Linked DNA regions of Manis pentadactyla: region 1 is linked to region 2. A link is a contact called in public Hi-C data. All regions are on one chromosome and are shown on one strand. Each heading gives the region's core, a stretch centred on a gene start, on an enhancer-like site or on the middle of the called end of the contact. The rest is flanking DNA. Distances are from core to core; before and after follow the strand shown.

Region 1 (5,992 bases), core at 300-2,799, 200 kb after region 2:
GAGATTCCTCAAGGCTTCATCCGGGGACCCCCTCTCCACTGGGTCTCTCCCTGCTGGTGCCACTGTCCACAGTTCGGCCTTAGGGAGCTCCTGGGTGCGAGATTTGCAAAGGGCCATCTCAGCTCCAGACCTGCATCTCCAACGGCCTGGATGCCTCAAAGGCCCCTTGAGCTCATCTCATCCCAACGCCGACCTCCGACTCTTCCCCACCAGCCTCCTGCTCTCCTCTCAGCAAGTCCACCTCCCTGGCCAGGTGCTCAAGCCGGAAGCTCCTTGGCAGTCCCCTGCTCCCTTCCCACACCCACCAACTTCAATCTGTCGCCATTCTGGCTGGTTTTAGTGCCTGAAGGACTAGCGGATCCACCACCTCTGTCCCTCCACCATCATCTCCCTCCCCACCTGGGCCATTCGGTAGCTCCTGCCTGTACACCACCCAGCCCCTCCATTTCATTCTCCGCTCAGCTATACGATCTTTGCAAAACGTGAATATGATTTAGTCAACCACTCCCCTGCACAGAATACCTCGAAGCTTCTCCTTGTTTTTAAAAAACAAAAGCAGCCCATAGGCCTGCAGGCTAGCACCAGGCTACCTCTCCAGCAAGCCCCCGGCCCCCTCCCCCACTGGGCCTCTGCATTCCAGCCCCACTGGCCTGCCTCGGCTCTGAGCTCACCATGCCCTCTCCTAACCCAAAGGTGTGTACATGCTGACCCCTCTTCCTGGGACATGCTGCCCTTCCTACTCAGCTTTAGTGAGCCTCTCAAGTGTCACTTGTCCTCAGGAAGCAATGGCCCTCCCAATGAGGTCAAATCTCCCTTTATAAACTTTTATAGAGCCACATGTGCCCCCTCAGAAGCACTTTTTGTGGCTATAATTTCACTGGGCTGCCTAATTCTGTGCTCGATCACTAGTCAACTCAGCCCACCTCACTTCTACCCCAGGGCCTTTGCATATGCTCTTGCTTTTGTCTGGCATGATTCTCCCCCAGGTAGATATCAGCACAGCTAGGCCCCTCACCTACTCCAGGTCTTTCTTCAAATGTCACCTTCTAGGTGGGAACTCAAGTCTCTCCATCTCTAAAATGTCACAGCACAGGGGCCACAGCCCCAGTCCCTCCATCGTGCCTGGTGCAGAGGACGCCCCAGATACAGCTGGAGAGTGGGTCAGTGGGTGTGGTGGTACAGTTCTGGGCAGGGCCAACTCCCCGAATTCTGGATAGAGGGCGCAGTGCCCAGAGCACACAGAGCTTTTAGGGGACCACGAAAATCAGTTCATTTCTTTTCAGATGAGGAAGAAAAAAAAAGAGAACTCTTAGGCAAAGGAAACTGTTTTAACATGTAGTATTAATACATTCATGTTTAGACCAGCACAGTCATAAATGTTGGTAGTTTTTTGGGAGGAAGAGGCCCGCGGACGTGACAGTGGGCCTGCTCCCTGGAATTCCCATGCGGCCCCCGCCGGCCTTTGAAGGTCAGGGGAGGCCCGGCGGCGGGTGGGGCCGCGCGGGCGCGGGCGGTGCCGCTTTAAGGATGCTCTGCGGGTACCGGCCGCGGGCGGCGGGATGCAGCGTGACGTCACGGCCCCGCCCCGCGGCTCGATGCTGCAGCAGCGGCGGGCCGGGGGCGGCCGGGCGGGGACCCCAGCCGCGCACGGGGCGGGCAGGAGCCCGGCCTCGGAGAGGGATGCCTCCTGCCTCCAGCCACAGGTACCGCCATCCCCTCCCGCGCCGCCCGCCCGGCCCCGGCCTTGTGCGGGAGCGAGGTGGCTTAGGCCCCGGGCGATCCGGGCGCCAGAGCCGGACGGACGTTGGCACGGAGACCTTTGTTCTTCGCGGATATGTAATTAATTGAACTGTCAACAGAGCCCCTGTCGCACCCCTGAGAGCCGAGCCCTCCGACCCGAGGAGGGAAGCGGTGGGAAGCCAGCACTGGAACTGGCCCCAGGCTTACTCTGGGCTTCTTGGTGCCGGAGGCCTGCTCCCTGGCCACCTGGGCAGGTGTGGGCAGCCTCCCGCTCACCTCCTGCCCGAGCCCCGGCCCTCCGGATGGCCAGGGCCCCCGCGTGATCTCTGTCAGCCTCCCAGGATTAAGTTTACGATGAGCACCCAGGATTTCTGCTTTCCTGCCAAGGTTGACATTAAGTGCATTCTGTCTGCCCCCAACAATGAATAACTTCTCAGATTATTTCAGGGATTGCCATATGTTTACCTTTTTAAGCTTTTATAGGGAAGTAGAGTCAGGTGCTGATGAAACCCACGTTCACCATGCGCCTGACCAGGGCTTTGAGGATCCGTGGGCCGCCAGGTGGGGGCCAAATTGCCAGAGATCCGGGGTGACCGATGGGCCACAGTTCGGCGGCTGACATGAACGCCATGCCCCACGCCTGTGCAGCTCTTACTGGTCTGGGAACATTTCCTTGAGGTATAAACTTTCGGAATTGGCAGAACCTCGAATGGGGAAAGGATGTGGCCCCACGTGACCCCCTGGTGGGCACGCTGGTTTCATATAGAGAAGGGGGGAAATGAGGAAGGGATTCTGGCTCATCGTACGACAATTTTAAGCATTCAAGTTACATGGACATTGTTTATTTTTATTAATCACTTGCTGCTTAACCTTTCCACAACACAGCTTCAGGGTTTCATTACTTCAAACGTCCTCTATTCTAGAAGCACAGTGGGCCTGGTATATAGCCTCTGGGGGCCTGGGAATATACGTGTACTTTTTTGGACTGAGTAAATGGTCATATAGTGTATGGAGAGCGTCTGGTGAATATTCATATTAGTCTATTAAAATTCTTTTTCATTTAAAAAATTTCACTTTCACCTTTTATGCCATTAAAAATGAATTTTAAACATTCTTGGAATAAACTTTCATGAACAGCTTTTAATAAATGTACTTTAAAAATAAAAATGGCAATACTGATCCCCACATTTGAGGGTGAACCCTTAGTGAAGGTTTTTGAGCTCAGTTTAATTCTGGCTCGGGGCTGGGGGTCGAGGCGGGGAGGTGAGGGTCTCCCTTTTGCCCGGACAGGCTGCCGGCTGTGTCTTAAAGCTGGAGCTGCGAAGGCAGCGACGAAGCCATCAGGTAGGACAGGCCTATCTCCAGTTTGCTGGAAGTCAGGTCAAAAAAATTTCCCTTTTCAAAAATGCATTTCAACCATATGCCGTTTAAATCTGAAGTTCTTCCAAAGTGGGCCTATGGTTCTTCATCCCAAAAGGAAAGAGGAAGTTCTAAGGTGCATGCACTTCAGTTCGCTTGATGGGGTAAAACGCAGATAGGAAAGAGGTGGCGTTGCCGGAAGGACCGAGAGGCAGGTAGATCCGCAGAGGAGAGTCGGTCGCTCACGCGGGTGGGCTGCGCCCCGACAGGTCTGCAGGCCCCCTCCCCACACCCCTGTGCTAACGGTCTCCCTTCCGCTTTCCAAGGTGACGGCCGTGTACTGCGGTCTTCTAGCCGGCACTCTGTGTGTGTGATTTTAATGAGCGAAGCTCCCGGGGATGCTAACAGCCACCTGAGTTTTTGAAGGCAAGACCAGCCAATGGACAGATTTTTCTGGAGTATTTACTATGGACAAGCCCGGGAGGAACATAAACAAAGAGCTTGACTTTTTAAAAAAATCTTAATCATGACTTAATCTTCATAGGTGAATTATGTTTTTCATAGAGTTTTTTTCTTTTCTTTACTTGCCTACCTGGTTCTGAGGTATATCTGTTCTTGTTTTAGAGAAAGCCTGGGAATTTCCAAGGTCACAAGATAGGCCATTTATAGAAGTAAAAATAGACTGAGTCTCTGGTGATGTCAATCCTTGTCATCTCAGTATGACACTCCTTACTTAGCAGGGTCACAGGCCTTTCGTGATCAGCTAATCCCCCCTGATGATTTCATCTCTCACCATGCTGCCGTTGTGCCCGACTATTGAATGAATCTCTTCTACGTGGGTGGGTCCCACTGCTTAGCATGCCTGCCCTCTGCGCTTTCACCTAACTCAAGGGCAAGAACTATGTCTTTCTTTTATCACTGTGACCTCAGTGTCTTGGTACTCAGTACTCAGCTGAATGGAGGGTGAGTGGGTAGCTAGATGGATGGGTAGGTGGAAGTGTGAATGGGCGTATAAGTGAGTGGCAAGATGGATGGGTGGGTGGGTGGATAGATGTTTGGAGGGTGGATGGTATATGGGGAGATTAGAGGATGGGTGGCTGGATATGTGGGTGGCTGGATGGGTGCTGGGGTTCACACAGTGTTCTGAATTCTGCTGGGGTGTCTCTAGAGGAAAGCATTCCGCCATTGCTGTTTTATGAAGAGAAAGAAGACAATCCCTGAGTAGGCAGGCTGGTTGGGGGGAGGTTTAGCTTACAAATGTGGAGTGATGAAGAATTTCAGGGTGATTCATAAAGAAGTTATTGACAAGCATAGCCTGATGGAAGGTGGTTTGGTGAATTAACGTCGGAAAAAAGGGCCTCATTTCTAAAGCTTAAAACTAATTGTGGAAGAAAGGTTGTAACAGTGATCTTGGTGAATAGCAAGGGTCCTTGTCAGGAAGCCTGTTGATTCTGGAAAGGCTGTCTTGGGCTTGGGGCCTACTTCTCAGGAAGGACTTTAAAGGGAACTCAGGCATTGCTTTTTTGTGAGGCGGATGGTGGAGCTAAGTCCGAGGGGTCACACAGAGGCTAGACTGTCCCCTGATGCTTTTCCTGCCTCTTTCCCTCTGATCTTAGCAGCTTCCTCTGTGCTTTGTAAAATTAACATTGGCTGAAATGCATAGGTCAACATCCCAGAATCTATTCCTTTAATATTTATAATCTAGAATAATTTCAGAGCAGTGACAGCATCTGGTGCCGGGGAGCAGGTCTCTGAGTGACACACATTGCACACCCCGGGGGTGAGGTGGGGGTGGTTGTCAGGTGGCCGCAGGCGGGAGGGCCGACGTGCACAGGGCCTGGGCACTCTGAAAATCACACTGAAAATTAATCTGAGGCTGGGAGATCGTCTGTTTCTCACCCCTCCCAGGTTCTTCTCCTCCCTCACCTTGGTGTGTAAAGCGTGTCCCTCTTTGGTGTGTTGTCTGTGGCTCTCAGAGTTCGGGGAGTTTGGTTTATTTCATTAGAGAGCATTTTCAGGCACTGCCAAAGCCGTGGTTCTCCTGCCCTGACTGAAAATTCTCTCAGTGGAGGGAAGGCCTTGGTTCCGCTCAGCTCCTTTTAGGCAAGGACCCTGGTGCACCTTGCCGGGCAGGCGTGAGTGCCAGGGGCCTCGCGCTGCCACCGCGGGAGGAGGAAGGGTGCGCGCTCGCCGGGCAGGACGCCTAGTGCGCCGGGCCCTGGGCCTCCCACGGTCTCCCCTGGCCCCTGCGGCCCTGGGTGTGGGGAGGGCTGACGGCCCCCTGGAACCGGGCAGCAGGCCCTAAACAGCCTGGCCCCTAGGGGCCCTTCTCCGCGGAAGAAGCCCTGGCCCCCAGCGAAGCCCATCTGGGGCCCCCGAGGCCCAGGGCCCCTTGTGGAATGGGGAGAGGTGCCGGCTTCGGTCCCCCCGGGCAGGTGAGCCCCGCTGCTGGGAGAGGAGGCCCAGTGACGTTGCCCCAAGCAGCAGACTGGCTGGGGGGTGTCTGACTCAGGGTCCCCAGCATGAACTCCGCTGTCCCGCATGGCAGGGCCAAGTGAGTGTCCGTCGGGGGAGAGCCACCTGGAGAAACTGGCCGCCGTGGCAGAGACCCTGGTGGGTGACCGCCGCCCCCAATGGGCTCTCCCCGCAGGAACACCCACCGGCCCCCCCTGCGATGATCCCCCCGGCCGGCAGCACCCCTCCGGGAGAGGACCTCTTCCCCAGTGCGGCTCCCCGGGACTTCTGGAGGGCACAGATCTCGGGCTGCTCGGAGTCTGTGACCCGGCACATCAGCCACCGGGCCAACAACTTCAAACGACACCCCAAGAGGAGGAAGTGCATTCGGCCATCCCCGCCCCCGCCCCCCAACACTCCCTGCCCGATCGAGCTGGTG
Region 2 (6,671 bases), core at 3,754-6,253:
CAGGGTGATAAATGGTCTTTTCAGCTGGAGTTAACAATTACCTACATAACCATTTCCATACCCAGGAAGATACAAGGTAACCGTATTTAGAGCCAGTTTGTAAAAAGAAACTGACTTAGGAACACACCAAATTCCATGATTTTAGAGCCTCTGGAAGTCCACCAACACCTGCTTGCTCACCTTCATTTTGAAGATATCTAAAATAATCACCTTTGGGAAAATGAAAAAAAAAAACTCCACATTTTTATTGTGATTATAGTGTCTAAAGCACTAGGAGCCAAGCTATTTGACACACTGAACATTCAGGTTGGCTGCTTTATAGAATTTTAACTTCTATTAATGAGAAAACGTCCTGATTTAATATTCATCTACCATAAGTTAAATAGTGCTAGTTATAGTTCAATATGATAGTTACAGTGCCGCCTCACCTGAGTTTACTTACTGAAAGCACAAGGCTCTTCCAAATCAAAGGCCCTGATTCATGGCCTTTCTCAGATTTCATTTTAATGGCTCTGATTTGGGGGAAGGGCAGGAGGGGGAGGCAAGTTAGGGAAACTTCCTTCACGGTGTCCTGCTGCCACAGGGAGCACAAATAACCTTCACGGTGCAAGCACAGATGACTTAAAAATATTTTAATATTACGGTAATATAACGTAACTAAGTGCTCCAGCAAGACTTCAAGCTACACCTGACGGTTTCAGTGACGACGGAGATGCAGTGTGATGCGGTGCAGACGGGCACTTTGTCCCCTCGCAGTGCCATCCTCATGGCCTCTTCTCAGTGCCCAGCACCCAATGGCCCATTTGTAGGTGCTACAAACAGAGGCAACAAGGAAAATAATTTGTCTTCAGACTGTCAGAATCAAAGCGAGGTGACATGATTTCTTGAAAAATGCCGAAAGTTTTCAAACTAAGGATTTTAAGAAATGGCAAGCTAATAAAAAACCTGTTTGTTCATCCGCCATCGTCATCAACAGTCTTTTGATTCACTCACTCTCCTACGCAACTTCAGTGTGACAGCGGAGCCGCGCTGTAGCAGGGATGCGCTCTGCCCTTGGTCCTCTTCCCACGGAGAACCACAGCCAGCAGCGATACACACACACACACCCCTGGACGGAAACATACTACTCCTTTCAGACGTGTACGTAATGGATTTCTAATTGTAAAAGGCACATGAATTCTAATCTTAGTGACAAGCAATATAGTCTAATGATGGGAAGCAAGTCTTTAAAACTTCCAATTTACTTAATGAGCCTTTAAGTCACCCAATGGGTATGTTACAATGAACATAACCTAATAATAATAATCACTAATTCCTAGGACACTTTATCTGACAGGCATTGTTCTATTGTTAGAATTGTTCTATTGTATTAATTTACTTAATCCTCAACAACCCAGAGGTGGGTTACTATTATTACCCTCACTGAGAGAGGAGGACAGGGCAGTACCGGGAGTAGCCTGGCTGAGGTCCCACCTTGTAGGTGGTGGAGCCCAGACTGAGCGGGGCGCTCGCCGCCACACCACACTGCTCTTCGGTCTTCAGCCAGGGTAGGATCTGACCTACTGCAATGCTCAGGTTTTAAGGGTGGCTCAGACAGATTTTTCTGGGGATTTGCTGCTTGGTAATAGTTTTTCTTGGGTAACTTAGCCAATGAAATTTCCTGTTTTACTTCAACTGCCTCAAATTCTCCTAGAAAAGCTTTTAGGTGCAGATTTGATCTATGTATCCTCTAAAAGGGGGGGTCAAGGTATCAATTTTATATTGCACGAGCGCTTCCAACGTTTCTTTTGAAACCCTCTATCTTTAACCATACATCGATGCCCCACCATCACATACCCAGTACAACGTGGTATTTGGGATCACACATGGCTGTCTCAATCCATAAGAAGCATTTTTTTTAAAGTAAAGGCCCGGTGGGTCTTTTACTACTCTTGCAGCAAGGATCCCAATGGTGGTATTGTAATCCGTCTCTATTATAAAGTCTGGAATTTAACAACAGAATATCTTGTATTGGTAAAGCACTCTACACATTACAAAGCACTTTCTAACCCATTGTCTCACTTGATCCCACAACATCCCTGTGAGAGGAGGCAGGGATTAGTCTCCATTTGCAGATGAGGAAGTGAGGCCAACCACCTTCCCAGCAGCAGAGGCATCACAGCCCTCGTGCCCCGCAAGGCCAGCACCTTCCCTGCTACACTTCACTGCCTCCCCCTTCTACCGTGTCTTCACTTCAGGCAACATCATTTCTCATCCTAAAATTCTTGCTTATAAATGGGGAGATGCAAAGGATAGTGAGGTGAAAAGCTCAAGACCCTAGCGTTGGTCAATTACAGAGATGAAAATAGGTACTCCTAGCACTTAGCTCACAAATTCTCAGAGGGTGAGGATTAACTATTCTCACAAATAGTTATCAAATGCTGTTTGGACTACAGACTATGCTTGTGAGAGAAACACAGCTGCTGTCTGATGAAGCCTCATGTAGTGGGGCGGGGGGTGGGGAGGCGATATGCAAGTGAGCAATTTCAGACCATGGTAACTCCCCAGGAAGCGAGCAGGGAACAGTAAGGGGACAGGGAGGCAGGAGAACATATTTACACAGGTGGCTGGAGAAGGCCTCTTTAAGGTGACTTTTTAAATTGGAATCTAGAGGAGGAAAAGAGGCAGCCATAGAAAGAGACAGAAGAGCTTTCCCCACAGAGGGAACAGCATTAAAAAACAAATGATCTATAACCAAGTTGGGTCTCATGTTCTGGGGGTCTTGGATAAAAGTTTTTGGACAATGTCTTCTAACCCTCACCTTCCCACTGTTTCCTCTGTTAAACTGTAATGTTCTGTTGTATCGTGGCACTTTGGAGTTGAAAAGGATTAATTCATGTAGCCAGAGCTCCATATTTTAAAAAAATACTGAGGCCTGGAAGATGAGACTTTTAGTAATACTGCACAATTTTATGGCACAGGGCACTGGATTAAAATATCAATAATGACTCCAAATTGCAGAATACCTTCAAAGGAATTTCTCTATTAAGCTAATAATTTACATTCAGAAACCTGAAACTCATCAGCTTTATCTTTATGAAGCTTGTGTTTATTCTGTGTAAATAATGCCAGAATACCACAGCTGGATTTTTATTTATTTAATGAGTTATTCATTAGCTTTTATAAAGCACAGCCAGAAACCAGCACCTAAGGATGCTAAAGGAATCCCGATGATGAGGTACCAATCCAAATTTATTTAGATGAAGTGCAGAGTTGTTTCTCTGGTAGAAGGAGCCCATGACATTCAAATTCCTGGAATTACCCTTGGCACCACCTTTCCCTCCTCTGCTCACCTTCCTAAAGCAACCTGACGGTATGCAGACATTCAGGTCAGTTTCAGCATGTTAGATTGTACCTGTAATTTAGGCAACTTGCTTTTAAGAGCTACCATTAGTATTAGCAGAAAGGAAGTATTATCTGGTTCCACTTCTGAGAAGCAACAATGAAAGAGTTATTTTCACACAAAAACTCAATTCTGCAGTATAATTAAATCTCACAGAAAGAGTGACCAGTATCTATTGTGAACTTAAAGTAGGAAAAACAATCCACTACATCAGTAATTTTACCTGTCAAAAATATGAATAATTCAGACATTTCGTAACAGTCATAAAAACACAGATTTGCTTTCCAGCCCTAATCAGTGACTGGTCCAATCCTGCTGAGCTTTAAAACATAAAATATGCTTTCATGCAATTATTTATCATCCATCAACTATGTGGAAGGCTGCGTAAGATAGAAGCTGTGTACAAGGCAGAGTTCCTGCCCTTAAGGAGTTTACAGTCTAATATATGTGTTAGGTTATAAATTGTTAGTCTGAGACTTCTATCACCTATTAGTGACTATCTACTGGAACATAAAGCCGAAAACACAGTGCCTGAAGTCCATGCTAAAACCTATCTGTATTTCTCTTCAAATTTGCTAATAACTGGAAAAGATGTCAGCCACTACCTTGCCTGATAACATTTTGGTAACCAAAATAACCAATCATAGCCAGCATACGAACAAGAAACCATACCCATTGCATTCTTACAGACTTAAAGCTTAAAACCTTGCAGAATACTTGTTCTCCAAAAGGGGCAAAAAAGGCATTTTAATCTCACCTTTCTTCACCTCTGACAGTTGCCTAGAAACCAGTCCTGCCCTACCTGTGTTGCAGGTGTACCTGAAGTCACCAACACATCTCTTTTAAAGCTACAGTCTCTATTCTGACTGCACTTAAGTTTATGACTAACAATCTATTCATATTTTTTATCAGGTAGGAGACTGGTTTCTTTCTGGCAATGACGAAATCCTAATAAAGACTTAGCAAGCACCAATACAGCACCAATCATACTAAGGAAGTCATCTAATTTGTCCGAGACTATGATAGGCACACAAATACATACACACGAGAAATACCCCAGAAGCGTTCACGTTTTGAATACAGCATCCTGCAGCTCGGCTGCTCCTAAAGCAACACTTCGGGCGTTCGGCGCTGGGAACCACGTTTCTAGGAGGGGGACAGAGCCGGAAGGCTCGGGCTGCGCGGCTGAATTACCGACCGCGGTCAGGCGCCGGGCGGAGGGACTGCGGCTACGGACCGCGCCCGCTCGCGGCGGGTGGGGGACACACCGTAGCCCGGGGCGCGCAGCCCGCCGTGGGGAGCCGAGGCCGCCGCCCGCGGGCGCAGCCGGGCCCTCCCTCCACCCCTCCGTTCCGGGAGACGCCGCATCGCGGCGACCCTCTTGGGCCCTGGGCCCGCCCTGCGCAGGGAGCCCCTGGCAGCAGGGCGCGGAGCGGCGCCCTCCCCCAATCCCGCAGGCCCCTTACCCCGCGGAGCCGCGGCTGCCCCACGGCGCCCTCCCGCGCATGTCCGTCCCGGCTGGCTCAGCGCCGCGGTTCAGGGGCCCGGACACCGCGCAGGCGCCTCGCCGCTCACACCCAAGTCGCAGTCCCGGTTCGCACTCGGCCGCCGGCGGCGAGACGACCGCCGCCTTACTATATAGCGGGTGGGCGTGACCGTGACGTCGCCTCTTACCGCCCTCCACCCCGCGCAGCCAATCCCGGCAGCGAACCGCTTAAAGGGGCGACGCGGCGCCCGCGGCGCTCGCGTGGGGTCCACCGGCGCCGCGCGGGCCTGCGGGGCCGCCGCCTTTGTCTCCTGAGGGCGGTGCGGGCGCGCCTCCCCTCCTCTGGACGCCTGCCGCAGCAGCGGGGCCCGGCAGCCCGAACACTGATTTTCCTCGGAAGTTTGCGGGCAGCCCGGCCTCGGCAGCAGTGCCTGCCCGAACCAGAGGTGGTGCCGCCCCGCGCGGAGTTTCCCACCGTGCCCAGCCCCGCGGAGGGTTGTGCGTGCAGCCCACGACCGCGGGGACGGGCCGAGGACCCGGGAGAAAGCGGTGCGGCCGCCGCGGGGTTGGCCTCAGTGGGGCTGCGCCCGCCGCCCGTGGGAGGGGAGCGGGGGACGGAGAGGCCCAGGGCCGAGGACCATCCGCGGGGAGCTGAGCGCGTCAGCCCAGCCCCCTCTTCTCTACGGGTTTGAACGTCGAGACCAGCGCAGTCGCAGGTGCAGGGCGCTGGCGGACTTCCCAAGGGAGCACCCACCCCACCCGGCGTCCCAGGAGTTCCCGGTCTCCTGTTTACTGTTGGATCCACACCGACCTCAACATCCCCTGGCATCGAGCAGCCGCTGATGCCCAAGGACAGAACACCCGCCAGCCCGCGGGAGGAGGTCTCTCCGGCGCCGGTGATGCAACCTAGGCTTATAGTTTAACCGTAAAATAAATAATACACATGATAACAAACCAGGAGTAACTAAAGTAAGAAAAAAAGCAAACAGACAGAAACCCTCCAGTTTTAACTGGAACAAATCCCCTGAGTGGTACTCTATTGAGGAGAGCCCAGGGACCTCCCGCTGACCTCTTTAGTCTCCAAGAGCCCCTTTTTTGCCGTTCAGCAATAATTCCCAATAGTTACACATTTAGCACGACCTAATTGGGGTAGTTTAACATATGGAATGAGATTCCGACCTCATTATCAGTTTAACTATTAACTTTGCACTCCATGAAGTGGCTTTTGCCTTTTCTCCCCTATTACTTACTTACATTCTTTTAAATTTAATTCAGAGGCCTAATTTTGAATTCAAGTTCTTAAGCGCAAAAAATTTCTGAAGTATCCCTTTGCCCTCTTTCAGTTGCAAGATAAATGTTGAGCAGAGAACTCTACCCTCCCTTCTGATGGGCTACGACTGACCTGCAGGGACTCGGGGATCATTTTCACGCCCGTGTTACTTACCAACAATTCAGTTAGTCCATCTTTCTATTAACTCACCTTCTTATTTATTGCTGTTCATTTAGTATTATTTTAGGAATGATGGAACTTAATCACAACTAATTGCTGCTTGACTTACCAAATTAAGTAGGCTTTTTGATTCACACAAACTCTATTCATATTCTGCACCCCCCACAGCACACCCCATTTTGGTTTCATTGATGTTTCTGGCTTAACCCATATGCTGTTATCAGTGTAAAAATAGGATCAGCCTGAGAACTTGCCAGAGAACATCTTTTCAGACCTCACAGTACAGCATTTACTGAATGAGAGCCTAGCTGAGATCGAGTTCCATCCAAAAAGAAACCTAGTTAGACTGTTCC

What was found. Hi-C and Micro-C count contacts between places; a contact is called where the count stands out from the background.
Region 1: a contact with region 2 is called in a Hi-C map of skin fibroblasts, with 8 times the contacts expected there. The contact joins the promoter of SLC45A1 here to the promoter of ERRFI1 in region 2. A contact is called at or near these places in 2 of 3 Hi-C or Micro-C datasets (fibroblasts and skin fibroblasts).

What each region holds. Positions count from the first base shown.
Region 1 is chr4:5,837,903-5,843,894 of mManPen7.hap1, forward strand. It overlaps SLC45A1 (solute carrier family 45 member 1), which reads left to right and starts at 1,550. Exons shown (of 9, transcript XM_036925295.2): 1 at 1,550-1,703; 2 at 5,648-5,992. The coding sequence starts at 1,560.
Region 2 is chr4:5,636,772-5,643,442 of mManPen7.hap1, forward strand. It overlaps ERRFI1 (ERBB receptor feedback inhibitor 1), which reads right to left and starts at 5,004. Exons shown (of 4, transcript XM_036925300.2): 1 at 4,849-5,004. It overlaps LOC130683292 (a long non-coding RNA gene), which reads left to right and starts at 5,162. Exons shown (of 5, transcript XR_008996871.1): 1 at 5,162-5,764.